Linked DNA regions of Gossypium hirsutum: region 1 is linked to region 2. Evidence: chromatin contacts called from public Hi-C data. All regions are on one chromosome and are shown on one strand. The core of a region is the stretch at or near the end of the contact, and the rest is flanking DNA. Distances in the headings are between cores, read along the strand shown.

Region 1 (5,548 bases), core at 857-3,356, 230 kb after region 2:
GACTACCATTTCAATTTACTTTTTCAGGCAAAATATTTATCATGATGTAATTACCGTTTCTCCAGGTTCAAGCACATTGGCAATCCGTCTCTTTATTATCCCAACGTCTTGGGTGGAAAGATCCTGTGCTGCAACTTCATTATATTCAGCTTTTGTGGTTACAGATGTTTTTCCTGTATATTTTATATCAACTTCAACACTATCAAGCCAGGCATCCTACAATAATTCCATGTGGAGTCAATAGAAATTCTGATAATTATATTTAGCAGCTTCTGCATCAAAGTTTCCATGTGGTCAATACAATGCTTTACCTTGATTTCCTTGTCAGCGACATATTCAACAAAGTTTCCATCTGCATCAAAGTATCCTTCTTCTCTTTCTTTGCTAAGATTGAAAGGTTCTATTTGAACTCCATCATCAACGAAGTTCTCATTATCCTGCAAAAAGAAATTCTTCATCATTGGCTAATCCTGTCCCCTTAACCAATATATGAGGACTCTGGCAATCATCTTGACTGCAAGAAATCCAGCCAATTCAGCAAAGAAGCATCCTTAAGTTATAAATTAACTCGATAACAGAATTACTTGCCAAGTGTTTGATAGCTCACAGCAGCACTAAACATTGTAAGAGCCAAAACCTAAACTGGCATATCAATGATAAAGATACTTTCTTTTTAGGAATAAAATGGAGAAAAAAGAAGGCCCTTTACCATTTATTAGATTCAAAAGACTTAACTTGGAGAAAGCTACAGTACATAACTGGCAGGACCACCACAAACTAGATGAGAGTACAAAGATTGTGCATAATCTTCTACTTTTAAAACAGTTAGGATAAATTGGCATTTATTCAAAAAACATGGACTGCATATTAACATCTTATTGCCTCTTCATTCTATCAAGTCACGCATAGAATCTAACATCAGATAGACTAAGAGTGCAATAAACTTACCTCATATGAAATTTCAGCAGCTGATACATCATTAAGCATTCCTCTCCCATCTTCAGCAAATAGCTCCGTAGTAATTTGACTGCGGCGTTTGGCCCGCTCCTTAGCAGCGAGACGAGGATCCTTCAAGTCACCTGAACCGTCTTCAATATCAACTCTGTTCGGTGCTTCTTCTCCAGGCTTTACCTTCTTTCCCTTGGGAAACCTAACCCTCTTTTGCCTGTAAATCAACATATTGATATCAATTCTAAAATTCAAACAATACAAATGATTCTTAAAAAATAAAAAGGAGTGAGAATGGAAAATTAGTTTATCAAATGGTTAAGATCTCTGTCACCAGAAATCGTTATTTCCCTAGCGATCTTGAATTGGTTTGCGCAATCCCAATAAGAGAACAGTAGCAACCTAATTCAGTAAGACTAGCGATCGCATTAACCTATAGTTTATTATAAAATTAGAGAGTAAAATAAATGATTTCACAAACCTCAAATTTTATTTATACAAACACAGAAACTATATATATACAAGTTCCAAAACATCTCTTTAACATTCCAATAAATCGTACTTTGTTCCTACTAAACAAACGAGAGAAGATTGCCCCTATCTAATTAGGTTTCAAATAAGTAGCGATTCGGGTTCTAATTTTCGTTTCTCAGTACCGATTACACCGAGCCATAACCACTTCGCTACCTTCTAGCTTGACCATTAAGATTAACAAATTTTCAATCATCATTTCTTTATATTCTTCAAACCAAGCAAAGCCTAAAGGAATTGACTATCAAAGACTTAGAAAAAATCATTTAAACCCTAAAAAATCAATAAACTAAATAAGCACGGCCTAAAACATATAGACCGGCGAAAACGAACTACGAGCTAAAAACAATTGCAACGATATACTGAGATATGAAATTAAAAAATTAAATAAATAAATAAGAGGATTCAAAGGAAATAATTACGCTGGAGGCTTGTTGGAGTGTTGGTCTTCGAAGAATTGGCGCTTGAGATGAGAACGCTGTTGTGGGTTTTCTTCCATGACTGCAAATATTTCTCAGCTGAGCTCCAAAATTTCAAATGATACAGAGACTTTGAGAGCAAAATAAAATAAAATGGTGGAAGGGACAATAAGCATTTGCCGACTCACCTAGCTTGTCAATGTAGCTGAGCCCACATGAATTATCGGGAACTCGACTCAACTGATGTTTTGGGTAAATTTCAAAATTGGTCATTTATGTTTATATAAGTTTAAGTTTTGGTCATCTAACTTTAAAGAATTACTATTTGGTCAGTAACGTTGTCTATAACTCACATTGTGGTTACTCGGCACCAGAGATGTCTATGGATGTAAAAAGTTAATAAAATTAGATATTTATATTAATATTTATATATTTTCATAATTAAATTAAACAAAAGTTGGTATTATCTAAATCTAACCTAATTTGAGTTGAGCTGAACGAATAATCAAATTATCGGACAAATCTACTTATCACAGAGAAAGAAGCAGAACAAACATCAATAGCGACCCAAGAAAATCAAAAAATGAAAACAAGGGGAGAGGTTCAGTTCGGTAAAATCAAGTTGGAGATGCTCCAATGATATGCCTGCCAGTGAGAATCAATGGCGGTTGGAACAACTAGGAAGAAAATGGAGAAGGAATGAAAAGAAAAATGAACGGAAGAAAGAAAGAAAAAAACAATATAACAAATGCAAAGGGAAAAAGTCATAGTTTTTTAGTAAATATAATCTAATTTATTTAAATATATAAATTTATTTAAATATAAATAATAATTTTTTTCTTTTTATATTATTTCACCATTATAATAAGAATTTTTCTAGTTTGGTAGTTTATCTATGATACCTAACAATCACTTTCTTCCCAGTTTACCAAATAATTATTACAAACAATAATGAAACATGTGGCATACTCGTTCTAGATGCTAGTAATTATGAGGATTAATCAAGATAAAAATAATATTTCAAGTACTAAAATAGAACAAAATATTAAATATTAAAATAAAAGGTAAATATAATTTAAAGGTCAAATAATAAATAAAGTTAATCTTAGTATTCAATAGTTATGTTATCCTTGATAAAATTTAAATTTGAACTAGATACATATTTAATTATGAGATAGTCTGTTTCCTAATATACTTCAAAAAGTATGGAAAAAAGTAGTTTGGAGGTTCAGATAAATTAGTTTATCTATGTATATTAGGCCAAATAGTAAACTGGTCATTCTATTCATCTATTTTTATTGTTAAGTGGGGATGTGTCGTTATCTGATTGGTTGAATTACATCCATATAAAAAATTTCATTCATTTATTTACCTGTAAAAATGTTTATCTTTTTCTTTTATTAAAAAATTCATCCATTTTGCGTGAATTAATCACCCCATGTATATATCACTATTTAGTTGCTTCACTAGTTACATAAACCCTCAACATTAGAAATTAATGAAATTTTTAATAAAAAATTAATTTGCTATTTGATATAACATACAATGGCTAATTTACTCATTTTTTACTAGATAAAATAAAGGTAATCTACCCAACTTCAAAAACTTTCAATTTCATCATCAATTCTTCAAAAATTTAAAATTTTAATCACCCACCGTTAAATACAATTTTTTTTTACTAAGACCATTGAATACTTAACAGAAAATTGACATAACCTTTTTTTATTTGCATAATAATAAATTTAGCTTTCTAATATTTACACATTTTATCAATTTGATCCCAAATCTAAAAATTCAACAAATCTAGCCCTCAATGTTTACAATATTTGTCTTTTAGTTTTAATTCTAAAAAATTCAATAAATTTAACCCTTAACATTTACAAAATTTATCAATTTATTTCTAATTCTAAAAGTTTAAAGAAAAGGAAAAATATTTTTAAAAAGTCCAAATTTGGATAAAAATGATTTTAAAAAAATCTAAAAAGCATAGAAAAACCCAAAACAAATAAAATAAAAAATACAAAAAAGAAAATTATATCAAATGATTTAAAAATAAATGAACACAAAATAGATTGATAAGTATTAGAAAGAGATAAAGTTAAACATTCCCATAGGACATAGAATTAACAAAGTTATCTCCATTAGTTCAATGCAGCTCATACTTGGACTAGATTTCTTGGGATTTTGATTGTTTAATTGATTTATTTAAACTAATATTATTAAAATCGAACCAATTGAACCGAGAACTGATCGATACACCAATCCGAAATAATATGAAAAAAGGGATTGACCTAAAAATCGGATCAACCGCGACCACCAACTAGATGAACCAATAAAAAATCGATTCAACCAATTATTCTCTAATTAAACATATTTTGTAGCCGAAATTGAAAAAATATATATTTACAGCCCGACTCCATTTTAAAATGGCCAAAATTAGTTTTCTCTTCCAAAAATAATAAAAGAAATAAAAATAAAACAAAAGGACATAAGAAAAAGGCAGCCGCTCACTAAAATGATTTATCTCTAAGCCTTTTAAGATGATTTTGGAGAGAAGAATATAAAAGCTTCGACTCTTTTTGGAAGCAGATAAGGAAAGAAAAAATATTAAATTTCTTTCACCTTCATTAATAGCTGAAGTTCAGCTACTTTATTTATAACAGCTATTTCCATCTATTCCAATGCAATTTTATCAATAAACAAAAGAAATTTTTATTTTCTCTTTTCCATTTTCCTCAAATTTTCCAAAATTTCTATAATCTCCCCTATTTTGTCCTATATTTTCCTCTTCTTTTTTCTTGAACCAAAACCAGTCGGTAATTTAATCAATTCAACCTTCTGTCCAATTTTAAAAGCATTGACTTGAATTACCTAAGTTTGAAAGTTATTGATATTGATGACATGTCTAAATAAGAAGAAAACAAGGTGAATTCTTTTCCCAAGCTTTTTCGTTTCATATAACATGAAAGGAAAAACCCAAATTATTACCATCACTATTACCATTATTAGGTTAAAAAATGCAACAGAGATCAATGAATGCCCCCACCATTTTAAGTTAACACACAGCTTCTTGAGGATTCAGCACAGAAGACCACTCACTGCATTCCTTAATTACCATCTCTAAAGCAATATAGAATAGGGGTCTCCGGATTGTAATATACTATTAGATCATATAGTCACGCAATATCGTAGAACATATCAATTAAAGGAGCGACATTGAAGGCTAAACCCTGCCATGTGACCGTATGTGGGATATCACATGCTGCTAGTGCCATAACCGGCACATCCCCCACAGGAAGGGCAGCAACAGGCCGCTACAAGCAGACTAGCAACAGAGCTAAGCAACTATGCTAAAACCATTTTCAATGTGATACAACAAGGCAGCAACAGCTTGCTACATCTTATTTGTCGGCTACTCAAATGGTTTCCCACGAGCCGTGTATATCTTACAACCGCTTCACAGCTACACGGTCACGGTCAAATTTGCTACAACTCAAAACATTAAAGCAACAAGATCATGGTTAAACGAGATTAGCGGAATGCACCAAACAAGCAATTAAAAAGGAACAAGTTAATTCTGTAATGCAATCGCAAGGTTCAGACCATACATTACTTTTTTTAATTTTAGTAACCTCGTAAGATATAACGCA
Region 2 (6,315 bases), core at 3,611-6,110:
CCTCCAAATATCATCAACTCACTCTGATGCAATGTAACATACCATAAATGACATGCATATATGCTAAATAAAGGACATACATCCCGTTCAGTACAGATATCATGCTCAGTCAGACACCTTACAATCAGATCACATAATTAGGGGTGGGTCTAAGTAGAGCTTACCGACCCAACAGTAGGTCCACAGTCAACTAGGGTGACCCGTGCAACCTTACAAAATATTTTAGAAAAATGGCTCACACGCCCATGTAGCCTACCCGTGTGGGCCCACACGGCCCAAATTGGCCTTGGTCGTGTGAATCTCACGGCCTGGCCCAGAATCTCACACGCCCGTATGGTCTCACCCATGTGAGCCCACACACCCGTGTGGTCGACACGGCCCAAATCAGTGTAGCCCATATCTCACACGGCCGTGTCATGCGCACACAGCCTGGCTCGTTGATCATATGCTCGTGTTTCATCACACGGCCTACCACATGGGTGACCACACGTCCGTGTGACGTCGACAAAATACTTTTTCGGCTTCTCGCCGAACTCTGTTTTCTACGTTTCGGGTAGACACCTAGTATCATTTGATGCTAAAATCACCCTTAAGCTTCTCGTAACCTAGCAATACAGTATCCAAAGTCGACTTAAAGATTACACCAACGAATTCGACAATACAGAATTATTAAAAGATCGACTTACCGCCAATACAGATCCTTTGTTAAACTTCTCTATCCAAGAGGCGGAATTCTCTGCTCAAATACCTTCGTCTGAACCAACCATTACCAAAAAAAGGGATTAGATTCCCAACCATTCGATAAACAAGTATGAGAGAAAGAAAAAGAACCACTTACCAATACCGCACCAGTGCAATTCATGATGCAAAAGGAGAACGATGTCTTAAGAAATGAAAGAAGAAAAGAAAAGGAAAAGGGAGAATTTTAGGAGAATTTCGACAGGGAGATGAAGAAGCACAACGTCAAAACCAAGAAGAGAAATTTTGGGAAAAAAAACAAAAATAAAATAAAAACCTATCAGATATTCTCCAACTTCCCACTATTACAAAATCTCAACTATTCAGCATTTTGATTCTACTCAAACACTTACACGGCACCAATAGCAAAAATAATTCCCTCACTTACACTGTGATTTGAACACAGGACCTCAAACACACAACACTCCACTAAACCACCAGACCAGCAGGCCCATTCTAATATATTCTTACTAACAATTAAACTTAAGCCTACTGGGCAAGGTTAAGGCATTATTTAGAAAAATTCCAAAAATTTGCCCAAGTAAGGCTTGAACTTAGGACCTCTCGGACTCTCCCAGAACACTTAACCACTGAAGCAAATACACAGTTGTGTCAAAATTTACAAAAGCCAGAAAATAAATTTTTGGGGCGTTATAGACCATCCTGGATCATATATGATGCGAAAATTAATTGAGAATTTATATGGACATTCAATTAACGAACTAAAAGATTCTTTAATTTAAAGAACTCTCATTTATTGTTTGTTCTCAATGAAAATTGATTATTAGAAACTCACTAGCTAAAGTTGAAATTTAATATCTTGCATTTCTGAAATGAATATGGGCTCATTCATTCACCATGTGGATGATTTTGATATTATATAATTTTGGTAGATAAATCTACAAAATAATCACATATATGTTATTAATTTGCAACCCATCGTTTGCAAGATTGCTTATTTAAATAATTAATTTCATATCATGCAATTAAAACAATTCATCTTGCTAATGTTGGTAAGTTTACATCCCAAGTTTTTAATGATTATTTCATGTCAATTGGGATAAAAGTTGAACATCCTATAGCTCATGTTCACACACAAAATGATTTAGTTGAATTGTTTATCAAATGCCTCCAACTAATAGTTAAATCATTACTTATGAGAACTAAAATTTTTATTTCAGCATGAGATTATGTTGATTTATATGTTGTACGCATCAAGCCAATAAGTTATAAATACTCCCATTACAATTGATTTTTGGTCAAGAGCCAACTATTTCTCATCTTTGAATTTTTGTATGTGCGTATATATTCCAATTGCTCCACCACAACGCACAAAGATGAGTGAATCCTCAAAGAAAGTGGGGAATATATATTGATGACAAGTTTCTTTTTATTACTAGATGTTTTGAATGCATTGAAGATTCAAATATGACATTATTTGTGATTACAATTTTGATTCTATAGTTTTCCCGACATTAGGGAAAGAGAAATAATAACTTGTAATGAGTTAGTAGGAGAGTAATTTGAACCAGAAATTTAATAAGGATAACTCATTACAAGTTAACTATTAGATGTATTTACAAACTTAATGAGAATAACCAAGTGTTATATAGATAAATTGGTTCCAAAGATGAAAATTTCTTCTAGATGGTTATATAGTGGAGGCGGGTGCTCTTCATAACTAATAAATAAAACTTCAGAAGAGATTCAGGCACCTGAAATTGAATTTTAAAATAATGAAAATAAGAGATCTTGGTAAGTTATGTCAATTCGAGAAAATGTGGAACCGAATAATAAAAGTGGTCGACAATGATTTTGCATGCAATATTATCATTGAAATAATGAAATAAAATGAGGATCTTGAATAAATCTATTGAGAAATATAGATAAGGAATAAATTGATTAAAAAAGACGCAACTCAAGTATAATTATATTCGTGGAGTTTTTGGTCCAGTAGTCCAAATATCTAAAGGTATAAAGTCAATGAGGGTGCAAATGAAGTCGTTTTACAAAAGGGAAATAAAAATATAAAGTTTTTCGCTAAGTACTGGTATTGATTTTTAAAAGATATAATACTCTTTCGTAGTGGATGCAATAACCTTTAGATATATTATTATATTGACAATTCCTAAAAGATTTAACTTGCGTCTAATGGTTGTTGTTACAACCTTTATAAATCACTATATAGTAAAGTTTATATTAAAATCCTTAAAGGATTTAGAATGCTAGAAGCATATTGAAATTCTTGAGAAATTATTCATTTATATGAATTGAAAAAATTTGAACATATGTGGTAAATTTGAGTAGTTGAAGGAGGATTATAAAATGATCCAAAATACCTATTTGTGTTTTTATATAAGAATCATGATTAAAGTTTGTTATGATTATTATTGAATCTCCTGAAGAGATCAAAATATATTTCCCCAAATTTCCCTCACTCATGACTTTTAAAAGAATAGTAATATAAATGCTTAGCAAATACATCCAAATAGTCATTTGAAAAACTAGTATTTAAGATTGAATACGTAGAATATGAGAAAGTTTGTGATGTTTTCATGAGAGGGAGTAAATACGCGTTGTACTCTTTTTCCCTTAACCGAGGTTTTGTCCCATTGGGTTTTCCTGACAAGGTTTTTAATGAGGCAACATATTATGTGTATTATAAATTGTGTACTCTTTTCCATCTCGTTAGGTTTTTATCCCACAGGGTTTTTCCTAATAAGGTTTTAATGAGGTATATTATCTACCAATGAACATCCGAAGGGGAGTGTTATGAATATCTTATTAAGTGGATGTCCATCATGATCAAGATGAAGTTTTGGTATACTTTAAATTTTAATAGTTATTAGAATTAGATCTCTACTTCTTTTATACTTCTTATGCCTATAAATAGAGATTCTGATGAAGCATTGTAACCACCCCTTTTGATTAATAAATTATATTCTCTATTGCTTTCATATTTTCTTGTTCTTTATTCTCTCCACCCCTCTTTATTTTATTAATTTATTATTTTTAAATTTAAAACTTGTTAATTTTATTTGTAAAATTTATTAATTTCTTTAAAATTCCTTTTAGATTTCTTCTGGAAGTTTAATTTCTTTGTTTTTACTTTATTTTATTTTTTATCACATGAATCACAAATTTAAAAAAAATATTTTCTTTATATCTATTTAAAATATAGATAATAAATTTATTACTATTAATTTTATAAAAACATGATAAAAGTAAAAAAAAAACTCAATTAGTAGTGAACTAAACAAAGTCTATTCAATCTTACACCATTTAGAAATCCAGTTAATAGCATCACGAAATAATAATCGACTGAGTTTTAACTCGATTGACATAAGCATGGTTACCAATGCAGAAGGACGTGGGTTCGAGTGCGCTGAAGCACATTATCCTCCTATTTATGAGTTGAAGAGGGACCATGAATAATTCTAAACATTATGTCAAAAAGAACAATTATGATAAGAATCTACAATGAAATTATTATAAAAACTTTCAAATATATTGTTTTTACAAAATTCAAATAATTAAGCTATTTAAAATAATTAAATTCAAAGTTTAAAAAATCTGACTTGAAAAATACCAATCATGATTTTTTGTTTAAAATACACGGACTAAAATTGATTAGTTTAAAAAGTATATACACTAAACTTAATAAATTAAGATATAAAGAAAGATTAAGTCCATAACTTATAGTACAAAAATTAATAAAATGATTGGACTAACTAATAATATCACTATAAAAAGCAGATAGATTAAATTGGTTAAAATGTATTCCAAGTCATTTTACTTTTCATGTATTTAGAATTTAGTCTATTTATTTTTATATTCAAGAATTTAGTCCTTACATTTTTTAGATTTAAAAAATTAAGTTTAATTATTAACATTGTTTAAATTATTTTGTTAAATTATTATTCCGATATTTTGAAATTAAAAAAAATCACTTGATATAGCCGTATAACAAAAGACTAATTATGAATCTAAATTTAATGAATAATTTTAACAGCATTAACAATCAAACTTACGTTTTTAGATCTAAAAACTTAAGGAGGTTAAAAACTTAAATTTCAGTATCGTAGAGGGACTGTAACTACAATTAGACCTTTTTACTTTTCCGCTCTATCTTATATCATTTTTTTTTCATGGTTATCTGGTTCAAGTTTCAACTCCATTAATGGATTATTCAATAAAAATTGAAAAAGAAGAAGGTAAAAAACCAAAAGTACACCTGTCGGACCAAAGGTAAGAGAGGACACCTGTGACATACAAGGGGCATTACGCTGTGTCCCCCACCCTGCCCCTTTCTATGCATCTCTGTCTTCGCCGCTTTTGTATCTTTTTCTTGTCCCGCTTTACTTCAATTTGTCTAATCCCTCTTTCTTTTTCTCTTTGATCATAGTAAACAACAAAAACAGGGAAAATAAGGCAAAGAAAATCTTTCAACCATGGTGGGTCTCGGCGATAACAACAATCCCAGTTGCCAAAACAACATCAGCAGCAAAGCAAAAGACAAGAAGAAGAACAAGAAGAAGAAGCGTGGGGGAAGCAAGAGAAAGATGACGGCTGAGCAAACATCGGCTTTCAAATCGGTGACCGAATGGGTTTATTTAGACAGGCACCAGAACCCCAATTCTTCTTCGACGGCGGGTTTATCGTCGTGGGTGGTGGATGATTTTGGTGTGCAAAAGAGTTTGGGGAGAGGGATGGAGAAAATGGTGTTTGAATTGCATTCCCATTCGAAACACAGTGATGGGTTCTTGTCTCCTTCTAAGCTCGTTGAGAGAGCACATGGCAATGGGGTGAGTCACAGAGTCTGGGTACTTCTTTTTTGTTTGTCATAAATCGGCATCTGATATGGGTTTTAGATTTTTTGAATGAATGGATAGAAGCCCATGATGTGTTTGATTGAATTGCTGAAATAGAATAGTAGTGATAGTACTTTGTTGTGTGTGAATCTGTTGGGAATACTGTTCTTGATGTACATTGTTTTTATTCAACTGTAGATTGATTTTTATGGTTTGAACTCATAAGGCTATGTGATTGTACTGAAGGCTATGACTATGGTTATCCTTCTTGAAATATTTATTCGTTTAGGTATGGGACATGATTGTACCATCCAAAGTAATTTAGGCTGACTTCATCTGTCACTTGTGTTCCAAGTTTGTAATTTCATTTTTCCTACAAATTTAAAGGCTACTGTATACTATTTAGTAGCTTTATTTATGAAATCTCTGAGGGTCCATATCTTTGTATGTTAGTGGTTCATTGATGGTGAAAATGGGCTATAAATGTACAGATTTTGATGGCGAGTAGCAAGAAGTAGCTATAAATATTTGTTAGATTGGCATTTCAAAGGAGGGTGTCAGGGTCATTGATGTTGGAGCTTGGTCTAATCCAGGTCAAAACTGCGTAGCAATGACCCATGACAGGTGACAAAAATTAATGTGTTTAACAGTACAGATTCTCCTGTTTGTCTTGAGTAAAAAATTTGTACTATCTAACACTTACGTCCAAGTATTGTAGATTGTCTATAAAAAAAAGTATGGTAAGACTGACTTTCATGTGTCACTT

The links. Hi-C and Micro-C count contacts between places; a contact is called where the count stands out from the background.
Region 1: a contact with region 2 is called in a Hi-C map of leaf, with 1.8 times the contacts expected there. The contact joins the promoter of LOC107893985 here to the promoter of LOC107893989 in region 2. A contact is called at or near these places in 2 of 34 Hi-C or Micro-C datasets (leaf and seedling).

The regions. Positions count from the first base shown.
Region 1 is chrA13:15,605,674-15,611,221 of Gossypium_hirsutum_v2.1, forward strand. LOC107893985 (SUPPRESSOR OF ABI3-5) reads right to left here and starts at 2,107. Exons shown (of 11, transcript XR_005907512.1): 1 at 1,902-2,107; 2 at 949-1,165; 3 at 312-437; 4 at 55-216. It overlaps LOC107893983 (serine/arginine-rich splicing factor SC35), which reads right to left. Exons shown (of 8, transcript XM_016819142.2): 8 at 4,976-5,548.
Region 2 is chrA13:15,369,486-15,375,800 of Gossypium_hirsutum_v2.1, forward strand. LOC107893989 (5'-3' exoribonuclease) reads left to right here and starts at 4,861. Exons shown (of 6, transcript XM_016819151.2): 1 at 4,861-4,986; 2 at 5,144-5,543. The coding sequence starts at 5,190.